Regions from separate parts of the Gossypium hirsutum genome. Here region 1 is linked to region 2. A link is a contact called in public Hi-C data. All regions are on one chromosome and are shown on one strand. The core of a region is the stretch at or near the end of the contact, and the rest is flanking DNA. Distances in the headings are between cores, read along the strand shown. Region 1 holds the start of LOC107887276 (fanconi-associated nuclease 1 homolog). Region 2 holds the start of LOC107893710 (protein NO VEIN).

What was found. Hi-C and Micro-C count contacts between places; a contact is called where the count stands out from the background.
Region 1: a contact with region 2 is called in a Hi-C map of leaf, with 2.2 times the contacts expected there. The contact joins the promoter of LOC107887276 here to the promoter of LOC107893710 in region 2. A contact is called at or near these places in 4 of 34 Hi-C or Micro-C datasets (hypocotyl and leaf).

What each region holds. Positions count from the first base shown.
Region 1 is chrA03:51,197,249-51,202,645 of Gossypium_hirsutum_v2.1, forward strand. LOC107887276 (fanconi-associated nuclease 1 homolog) reads left to right here and starts at 2,614. Exons shown (of 15, transcript XM_016811465.2): 1 at 2,614-2,964; 2 at 3,043-3,196; 3 at 3,590-4,095; 4 at 4,230-4,334; 5 at 5,211-5,397. The coding sequence starts at 2,872.
Region 2 is chrA03:51,005,435-51,010,238 of Gossypium_hirsutum_v2.1, forward strand. It overlaps LOC107893710 (protein NO VEIN), which reads right to left and starts at 2,024. Exons shown (of 13, transcript XM_016818770.2): 1 at 1,449-2,024; 2 at 352-686. The coding sequence starts at 1,982. It overlaps LOC107893711, which reads right to left. Exons shown (of 6, transcript XM_016818772.2): 4 at 3,930-4,085; 5 at 3,572-3,604; 6 at 2,759-3,014. The coding sequence ends at 2,990.

The sequences.
Region 1 (5,397 bases), core at 1,364-3,863, 190 kb after region 2:
TTTGTATTCAAGCACGCAATTCATTTATAGTTTCAACGAGTTAGCGGAGGGACGGGTTGGACATATGTAGTTGAGACTCAAGCGATTTATAATTAAGTTTTGACTTTTCACCTATTAATTATAAACTCATTTAGTCACGAAGTCATTCCACTATAGTATCGTGACTGAGCTCTCCCTAATGACATACCATTATGAAAGCAACTACTCAATACTTGTCTAATGACATTGTCATAAGTGTGTTACCCTAATAGGATATCATTGATCTCTTTGGGATAATATCCGCTCTCCCAATGTGATTTTATTTTATCTCATAGTAATCATTACATCTTCCTTCATGAAAAGTAAATCATTATCAAATAATGATCAACTCATCCATCATAAAGACAGACGACCCATAGTCACGTTTACTTTTCAACAACCTTGTAAATCCAATGAGAGGATATCATTTACCCATGTTTTGGGCTATCAATTCCACTATTGTGAATTGATGTTACATACTACAGAAGTCATACACTTAACGCACCAACTTTCGGTTCCTTATCTATTTAAACTCAGGCTTTTACTTACATCAAAGTGTATGAGTCACACATACACAATCTGCCATCCTCTAAGGATTTAGGTATGCCACACTATAAACATCACAAGTGAATAAATCCATAAACATATCCAGATTCTGTTTGGGTTTTGTTCGATGTACTGTTAGTCCAATTAATCACATCTATGTCTATCTTATGGGAGTCATCTGCTTCAATGTCTCCCCAATTGGTTTGCTCATTTCTAATTAGACTAAGGAAATGTTTAGGTTTGTCTACTACTACAAGCTATCTCTAATGTTTCAAGTTTATGTAACAAGCTTAATTAGCTTTACAATTTAGCCCTTATCATGGTCTAAGCTTAATATCTATCAATGTTAAGCCTAATTCATCAATTTCTTTACAATTAAAATTTGCTAAAAACTTAAAAATTGAACAAATTAATGCATCGGATAGCTAAATTAAGCCCCCATGATTCAATATCCATAAAAAAAACTGGCTTAATGACTTACTTGATTAATGGTCAAAAGTTGAATATTTTCTTTCTTTTCTACTTCAAGGTACAGCAATAGGGAAGATGATAAAAATTTATTCTTTCCCACTAACTTATATATATACTTTAATTAAGGAATAACTAAAGTAACTAATCATGTTTTGTTTTAATTAATTAAGTTAATTATTAATTATAATTATAATTCATGGTATCCATTATCAATCCCACTAATTCATATCTAAGATTGGTTAATTTACTATTTTAGTTTTTTGGATAATCGGCCAAATGTGGTTTAGAGTTTTGCAGCTTTCGTATAGAATACCTGGTCATGCAAGTACGGATCGTGATGTACAAGTACTGGAAATTGGAGTGGAATACTCTAACAAAGATGTTTTACTTACTACACTGAAGTAGTACAACATCAAGAACGGCGTGAACTACTACGTCACGAAGTCCCGCTCTGAGAAATTCAAAGGAAAATAAGTAATGAAGGACTCGAGGTGTAAGTGGAAAATCATGGCATCTTACCATAAGAAATCGGGTTATGGACGATAAAAAAGTATCCCAGTCCCTATACGTGTGTTGCAAAGGGTGCAAGTCTGGACCATCCGAGGCTAGACTCGGACATGATTGCTGACATTATTTTACTGATGGTGAAGCCAGTCCCCGAATTGAAATACTGGTGCTGATTGCGAACATACGTAGTCAGTACCAGTATACTCCAACATATTACAAAGTGTGGGTTGTAAACAGAAAGCTATGGAGAAGTTGCATCACGAGGGAGAGGGTTCATATAACTATCTACGGCAATGGTGTTAGGTATTGGATCAGTATGTACTAGGTTCCGTAACTGACCTTGAAATGCATCCAAGGTACTATGACGATTAGTTGGTCTCAGGGAAAAAAGTATTCTACCAATTCTTTTGGACCTTTGAGCAATGTAGAGAGTCATTTCAGCATTGCAAGCCTATGGTCCAAATTGACAGCACCTAATTATACCAAATGTATCAGCAACATCTGTTGCTTGTCGTTGTTTAGGACGGTAATCGGAAGATTCTACGTATATCGTTCACAATAACTCCTAGAGAAATGACATATGACTGAGATTTCTTCCTTAGCCAGTTGTGCCGCCTTATTTCCCGCAGCCCGACATATGTGTCATATTGGATAGGGGACCCAGAATACTTTCAGTGATTTATCGTCACGGATCCCTCTAGGATCGCACTCATCATTAGTACTATATACGACATGTGGGATCCAATTGCTACAAAAAATATCCTTCGACGACTGAGTGAGATCTAGTCATCGACATGAGTTTGTAGTTCCAACTATGAATTCACGGCACGTTGAATTTTCAATTGCGGGGTTATTTCATTGCACTAATTGATTTCTATTTATCGATAGGTTACGAGCCCGTCTAATATGTTTTCTATCAAAAGTTGAACAACTTAAGCACCATTAATACCCTACGGTGCGACATATGTTTCAAATATACCGTTTAAAGAGTGGATGCAGTCGTATGACAGGGACATACAATACGGGCACATGACGTTAAACTTGACCGAGTACATCAATTCGGTACTGAATGTTGGTACTAAATGAGGCGCATTTTCGAACCAACGGCTCGTTATTTTCAAAGGCCTTATCTTGCCTATATTCGAAGCACCCATTCTCCAACCAACGGCCCGTTATTATCATCAAAGTCTCACAATGAAATAACCCCGATTTGGCGGGAGTAAGAGAATCGCCGCCAATCTTAGGAGGGAAACTAGCCAGCTAGGGTTTCAAATTGATGGCGAACTTGCACATAATTACGGCAAACTGATCTGAAATTATCTGCTGCAAATGCTAACTGGAAGAGAAAGTTTAAGCAGATTGATCGGCAAGCGCCGCCGTTTTCTTCCCAACCTTCAATCTATTCTCTCTTCGCCTATCCGGGTAATCCTCTCTCGCTTTCTTTTATTTGCTCTTATCTTATAGAAAGGTAAAATTGACGTTGATTTTACATTTTTTTAGAGCTCTTTGAATCTATTGTCTGATAAAAATGGAGGCTTGACTGAAACTGAATCTTCCAAAGGCAAAGTTGAAATATCCAGTTCTGATTTGGTAACTTGCCCTGTTTGTGAGAGCAAAGTTCGTGGTGAAGATTACACTATCAATTCTCATCTGGGTATTTTCCTTTTCTCTTGTTTTCAATGCTATTGGTTAGCTATATATATTGCCCCGCGTCTCCTACTGCTATTTTCCCCTCATGTATCCATGCCCGACATTCGTGTCATACATTTCCAAAAACAGACCTAATTTTCTTCATGTATCTCAGTCTGGTTTCAGATATGGATATAGGGAAATGGCCTTCATACTCTTCATTTTTTCTCATGTATTTGTATCCGACCTTCATCCAACTTATATTTGAATAAGAATGAAAGAACATGACCTTTCAATAACTCATCAAATACTTGAAAAATTGAACATAGTCATGTTGTACACGTGCGTGTTTTGGATACTCAATTATATTTTTGTTCTTATTTGATTTATATCTGCTAATATGACTTAATGGGTTCAGACAGATGTCTTTCTAGAAGAACCAAGCGGAAGCTGACACAGCGGACACTTCTGGAATTAAACTTTGGTTGCTCTCAGTCAAAGCTTCAAATTTCCTCGGATGAATCAGAACGGCTGCTGAGTAGTGACCTTAGGAAGAATTGTTCTGACTATGAAGAGAATGTCACTCGTTGCTTCTCGAAGATTGATCCAAGAGAAGAAAAAAGCCATGATCAGTGCAGACAATTGCCGCATACTGAGAGTGTTAAACAAATTGATGTGGCTGGTTCTGCAGAAAATCCAATCAGTGATGGAAGGGCAAACACCATGGTTTACTTTTCTGCATTGTCCACTGATAATGAGGAGTCCAGAAATCATATGGATGGAACTGTGGACAGCATATCTGGGATGGCTATTGATACTTTTATCGTCGGTCGTAAGTTTAGTGATGAAAAAGAGGTGAATCTAGGGGCAAACATATCTCTTCTGAGAGACCCTGATAATATTAAGGATTCAAATGCTATCAAGGTTCACTTGCTTTTGCCTTTGCATTTTGCATAATACTATATTGACCTTTTATTTCTTTCCCTTTTTTTTGGGTTTTGGAGGGGGGGGGGGCAGGAAAAAACTACTAATACCACCTTGTTTTCTTATTTAATCAGGTTCTTTCTGCAAGTTCTGCATGCTGTAAAGTGCTTGGTTATCTCCCTCTAGAGTTAGCTCAGTATTTATCTCCTCTGATTGAAAAGTACTGCTTGAGCTTTGAGGTGATGTAGTTCAAAAGAAACATGTTCAGTTTTTTTTTTCAGCATGGCTACTCTTATGAATGTAATGTTCATATATACAGCATTGAATGGACTATAAAATGAATAAGGGAAGGACATGAATTAATAACTCCTTTTAAATGGGACTGAAGGAAAGAGTGTGAATAAACTAACATGTTCAGAAAACCTCAACCTACCTGTAGGTAAAGTGAGTCCAGTGGAAATGAGGTGTCAGAAATTATTTGTTATCATTCAAGAGTAGTAGAAAAGCTGATAAGAGGTAAAAGGGAAAAAAAAAGAACTCTACACTCATTTAATTTGATTCCTCCACCTAAGTGCCAAACTTGTCACAGTGGAGGTTTATCACTCTAGGGACCTAAGTTCTCAATCAACTGGCTAGGATTCCATTTATTATTTATTTATGTATTTATTTTTGGGTGTGTTTGTGTGAAGAATCCTAGATTAATTTCTTAAAAGTCATCGTCCTTCCTCCCTTTCTTCCCTGTGTTGGCATCTCTAACTGTAATCTTTTTAAAACATCCTACATGTGTCATGAACATTTCATTTTTACAAGCTTCTGAAGTTTTGGGAAGGAAATACATCCGTGACATGCTTTTCTCGAAACATTTTGATTATGTAATTCTGAATAGGCTACATATACCTGGCTAAAGAAATGGCTATATAATTGATTTATGTAGTAGATAATCACCTTAATGAAAATGTTGGTATTATCATATATTCTTCTCTCTTTCTCTCTTTAGAAGTATTTATTTAGTCGTACTCTTTTAATCAATCAAATTGTCACACTCTTAAATTTGTTAAAATAATGGAAACTGATAAGATTCTAGTTCTTCTCATCTCACTTTAGGCTTCTTGCAGGGGTATGTGATATCTGTTCCTAAACGTTCTCTTGATGCTGTTCCAATTCAGATTGTGTGTCAGAACATTATATTTAATGGTAAAAACGGATGTGATGAATTTGAGGCTTTACATTTGTGGCAAAAAGCTCTTCAAGTAGTTGAATTTGCAAAGAACCGCCCACCTAATACGACAAAATATCAGCAAA
Region 2 (4,804 bases), core at 774-3,273:
GTAATAGATTCGTAAGCTATGAAGAAAAAAAGCCAACTCCGCTTCTGTTAAGGACTAAACGATAAATTATTTTATTACCATATTAATGAAAATTTTATCAGGTCATAATTATCTAAAATTTGCCTTTGAAGCAACAACCATGACATTGAAGGTTGTAATCTATAAGCATTATAAACTAATTTTTGAGAAAACAACGCCACATCCCTAAAAGCAAATAACAAAATCAAAATTAGCCATGTTTGTTGGAAACTGTTCTATGAAGTTCTCAAGGCATTGGTTTCTATCAGTGCATAAGACTTTCCTACTTCTTTCTTTCTAGTTAAAGGAAGTACAGAGAGATGGAATACATACGCCAAGCTCCGAATACGCACACCAAGCTTTTCCTTGCTTGTGGCAGCTTGCTTGTCGGCAACAAAATCCAGAAATTCATCAATAAGCATTTCTTGATTTTTGTGGCCGTCAATGAATTCATGGATGTGAGCAATTATGTCCTCACTTGTTATTTTAAACACTTCTGTACAATTTCTAACTGAAAAATAACGCAAGATAAGCGGATGACGAAGCAAAGGGCCAAGCTCCAGATTATCAGATGTCCTAACACCCTCATTCTCACATATTGCCAGTTCCAACTCATACAATGTAGTAATTCTTCGTACTCCAGCAAAACATTGGATAAATGCATTTACCTACAAAATAGATGAAGAAAGCAAGAAATTAGAAAAAGAAGAAAAAAAGAAAGAAAAATAACCATTATGTTTCAAATAATATATAATTTAGCCTTCATTTGGCATCTTGCACGATAAAAAATGGACAGTAGAAAATTTCAATTTGACTACTACACATGAAAAGCTCCTTTCCATGTAGATAGAGAAATATGCCCTCCCTGTCCCCTTGAAAGGAAAAACTAAGAAACACTAGTTATTTAAGTCAGTAATTCCAACTTTCTAATGAAATATCTTCAACTCTCAGAAGACAAAAAAAAAAAAAAAAAAAAGCCTTAAGGCTTTGTTTAGTGTGTCTGCTACTTACGTTTCCACAGTTGCTTGCTTGTAATTAAACAAAAGAAAATTGTAAAAATGCAAGATTTTAACTGATTAAAAATAATAAAAAAGGATCAAAATATTAAAATGTAATACCCCTTCTGGCATAACTATTCTAATACAAAGAAAATCATGCATTTCATTCTGCAAAGATTATTGGCATCATATCTTTTGACTCTTCAGTAGTATTCTTTGCTTTCTGGTTCAAACATTCTTTCTATATCTCTTTGAGAAGTATGATTTGAACCCTAATCTTATAAAAATCATTACCAGCAACAATAAACAAAGCATCCAAATGTCCCTATTCCATCAAAGGATTTCAACATTCTTATAGCCACTAAATTTGCAAAATGCATGTATTAAGCATGTATGTATATAAAAGATATATAATCTGTGTATTGTAATTACCCTTCCTTCAATGGCCATAAGCCTTTGAAGAGACGGAATCCCCTGCATGTCCAATCCTAACGAGCTCCATGAGTCAGCCTGCAGGGCTACCAAGGCTGCCTCCGAAACTTTCCATGCCGTAACACTATTTCCGGTAGCAATAAGCTCACGCCACGCCTGGTTCACAGCCTGGTTTGCTCTTTCCTGGACTTCCTTCGGGACTTGGCCAGAGGCAGCGCTGCCTCTATGGTTGTGGAGCTGACTTTGGCTGCTTCTGGGGTTATTGACCTGTTGTGGTTGTGGTTGTGGTTGTGGTTGTGGGATAATAGAGTTTTGAGGAAGGGAATAAGCATTAGGGTTTTGGAAGAAGAAATTGTTCGGGCTTTGTTGGAGAGCAAAGTTTGGTTGGACTGGAGTTATAAGGGCCTGGAGGAATTGGAGAACGTTGGGGTCTTGGAGAGCGAAATTTGGATTTGAAGGTTCGAATGGTGGTTGAGATGGAGGATGGCTGCCAGGGGGGCGGAAGGGACGGTGGCCGTTATGGCGACCGCGCATCTTGAAAGGAAAGAAGGAAGTAGGTTTAGGGAGGGATAAGAAGTGCCAGCTTTGCGTATTATATAGTGTGACGCTTTATTTGGATTTTTATCTTAGAATTCTTTTATTTTCGTTTTCACTTAAATTAAAACTCAGTACCATTTTCTTGTATTTATTTAAAAAAAAATCATACATAAGCTATTAATTTCATCAAAATAGGATTCATTCAATAAAAACATGACAGGTAACATGCTCTTAGACATTATACACTTTTTAAATAAAAAACTTTAAATATTTAATGCTTCGTTTGTTTGCCTTCTAAAAATAATTTACATTTTGGTAATTGCATGAATCTGTGTAACATATTTTCTGTTATTTGACAGATTTCTTAAAAATATTTCATAAAAACTGTTTTAAATTAAACAAATATATATTTAAAAATTTATTATCTTTTCATTGTTTAATTGAGTTTATTATATATATATTAATAAATTTATATTTTAAATTATTTTTACATATATTGCAATGATTTATTAGATGTATTTAATAAGACTGTTTTTTTTTCACTTGAAGACACAAATACCATATAACACATTCATTTGATATGAATATGTTTGGATCATAGAGGAATTGTATACATTATCAATCAATTAATTACAACTTGTTTAACATCCATCCATAAAATGTTTGGAAATTTATTTTCTTGATTACATATAATAAGCTTAAACTTCTTTAAAATGGATGTGAACTCAAAAGGACAAAATTGAAGATTATGGGGACGCAAAGCACACCGACTATAAAAACCAATCAAATAGCTTTAACCATTGATTTTCTAACACACTTGGACAATGTTTTATTACCCAATGACGTAAGGTTCAAAGAGTATTATCCAAGGATTTGGATCATACTACATTACATCAATCGCTCGATCAAACTCTTCTCTTAGAATTTTAATGCTGAACTTGTCCACCACTCGACCAAGGTCATGAGATACCACAAACGAATCCTCTATGCAGATTAAATGACAATCATTGCCAATTCTTCTTGTCCAGTCTTTTTCTCCCTTATTGCACAAATGGAGTCATCAAATTAAAAATGATTTTGTTTCGTAGAATTCATTTATTTTATCCCCACCTACAACTATTTAGTCCTCGGTTTATGCAAAACCAAATATAGCATCTATTGACCATTTGCAAATTACAAGCCATTCTAAAAGAGTGCACTCATGTTTCTCCCTGCTCAAAACTTACTACAGTAAATGGGATCTGTTAATATTTTAATTCATTCACCACAAGATGCAACTAATACCCAAATAAAGTATTTCAAACGAAACCAGATACATGAATTTTAACTTGTACTTATAAGTTCAGAAACCATGAAAACATTTTATATTTTCACCTCAAACTTTATTAGCATTCCTGAAAGATAATAGTTTGCATCTCACCTGATCAAGCTTCCTGTGCGTACAGATATTACTGAATTTGCATAATCATGAATATATGCCAATAGTGAAAGAATGCCCACACCAACAATGTTGTAGCAAAGGTAGGGAAAAATCCAAATACTAATTAAAAACAAAAATTGATATGGGAAGCAAAAAGCATACACACCTGCAAGCATGGGAGGATAGCAGGTCTACGTTGCTGTAAGAAATGAATGCACATCAAAACATACCAACAAAGAAAATACTAGTTAAAAATAATAATTGATAAAAATAAATAAATAACTAACAAGAACAGGTGACTTTATAGCTGCAAGTTAAATTAAGCAATACCTGAAATGTGTCCTACCTATCTCTAGATACATGAATCCTACCTAAATTGGCATCATCACAGCTTATACTTTTATCTATGTTTTTATTCATTTCAAAGCAAACCAAATAGACTAACCACAAACACCATTGAAATATGCTGCTCAGGAATGATGTTGCTAGCTATGGGAATAGCATTATAGTTGCAAACAACTCACGCGTAGCTAGATAGAATTCTTTGGTAAGTTGCATTCACTCCTCTGGTCTTGGCCTTGCATTCACTCCTCTGGTCGTGGCCCAGTGTTTCACAATAAAAGCCAACTGCTGTAATCTTACATCGATCTTTGCATAATCTCGTAGAAGCCTTGTATTTACTACAGCAAAAAGATTGTTTACGCATATGTCACAGGAAATTCTAGTCACTGGATCCATAAGCTTTACTATGGGGACCCTAGCACGAGTCAATGCCTGTACATGAGGCCAACAACAAGTTATACTCAATTTTACTATAAAGTTTAACCATAAACAGTCTAAGTTTCAATTGCAATATTCTCTATACACATTATGAGTCTGAACTTCAAGTGCAAATTCCCTATACAGATTACGAAAGCATATCAGCTGGAAGTGACAACAAAAAGTAAGAAAGTTCAATGGAAACAGAAGGAGGGGGGCTCAGAACCTGCAACTTCTCAAACTAATATAAATCAGATGATGAACCTTAAGGGTTGTAAAATAGAGACTACTTAAGGGGAATGTACTAATCAAATTTCGGCAGAAGATTTTCGCATCTTAAATTATCATCCACAAAGGCAAACAAAAAAGAATGCATTAATTGCCACTTGTAATCAACCTATCAAGATTACAAACCTGCAGAGTGCACAAATTGTAACATGGCTCATCAACATTGGCCTATTTAAAAGTAAAAAATAAAAAGCCAAATTCCTAAGAAGCAGCTATGAATAAATAGAACAAATCAGTTGAAACAAAGCGAATTCAGAAAATTGCCATCTAAAATAAAACAAAACTGAAAATCTAAGCAAACATTATATATCAATTTGAAAGGAAAAAAATTATCGCTACAGCACATATGTAG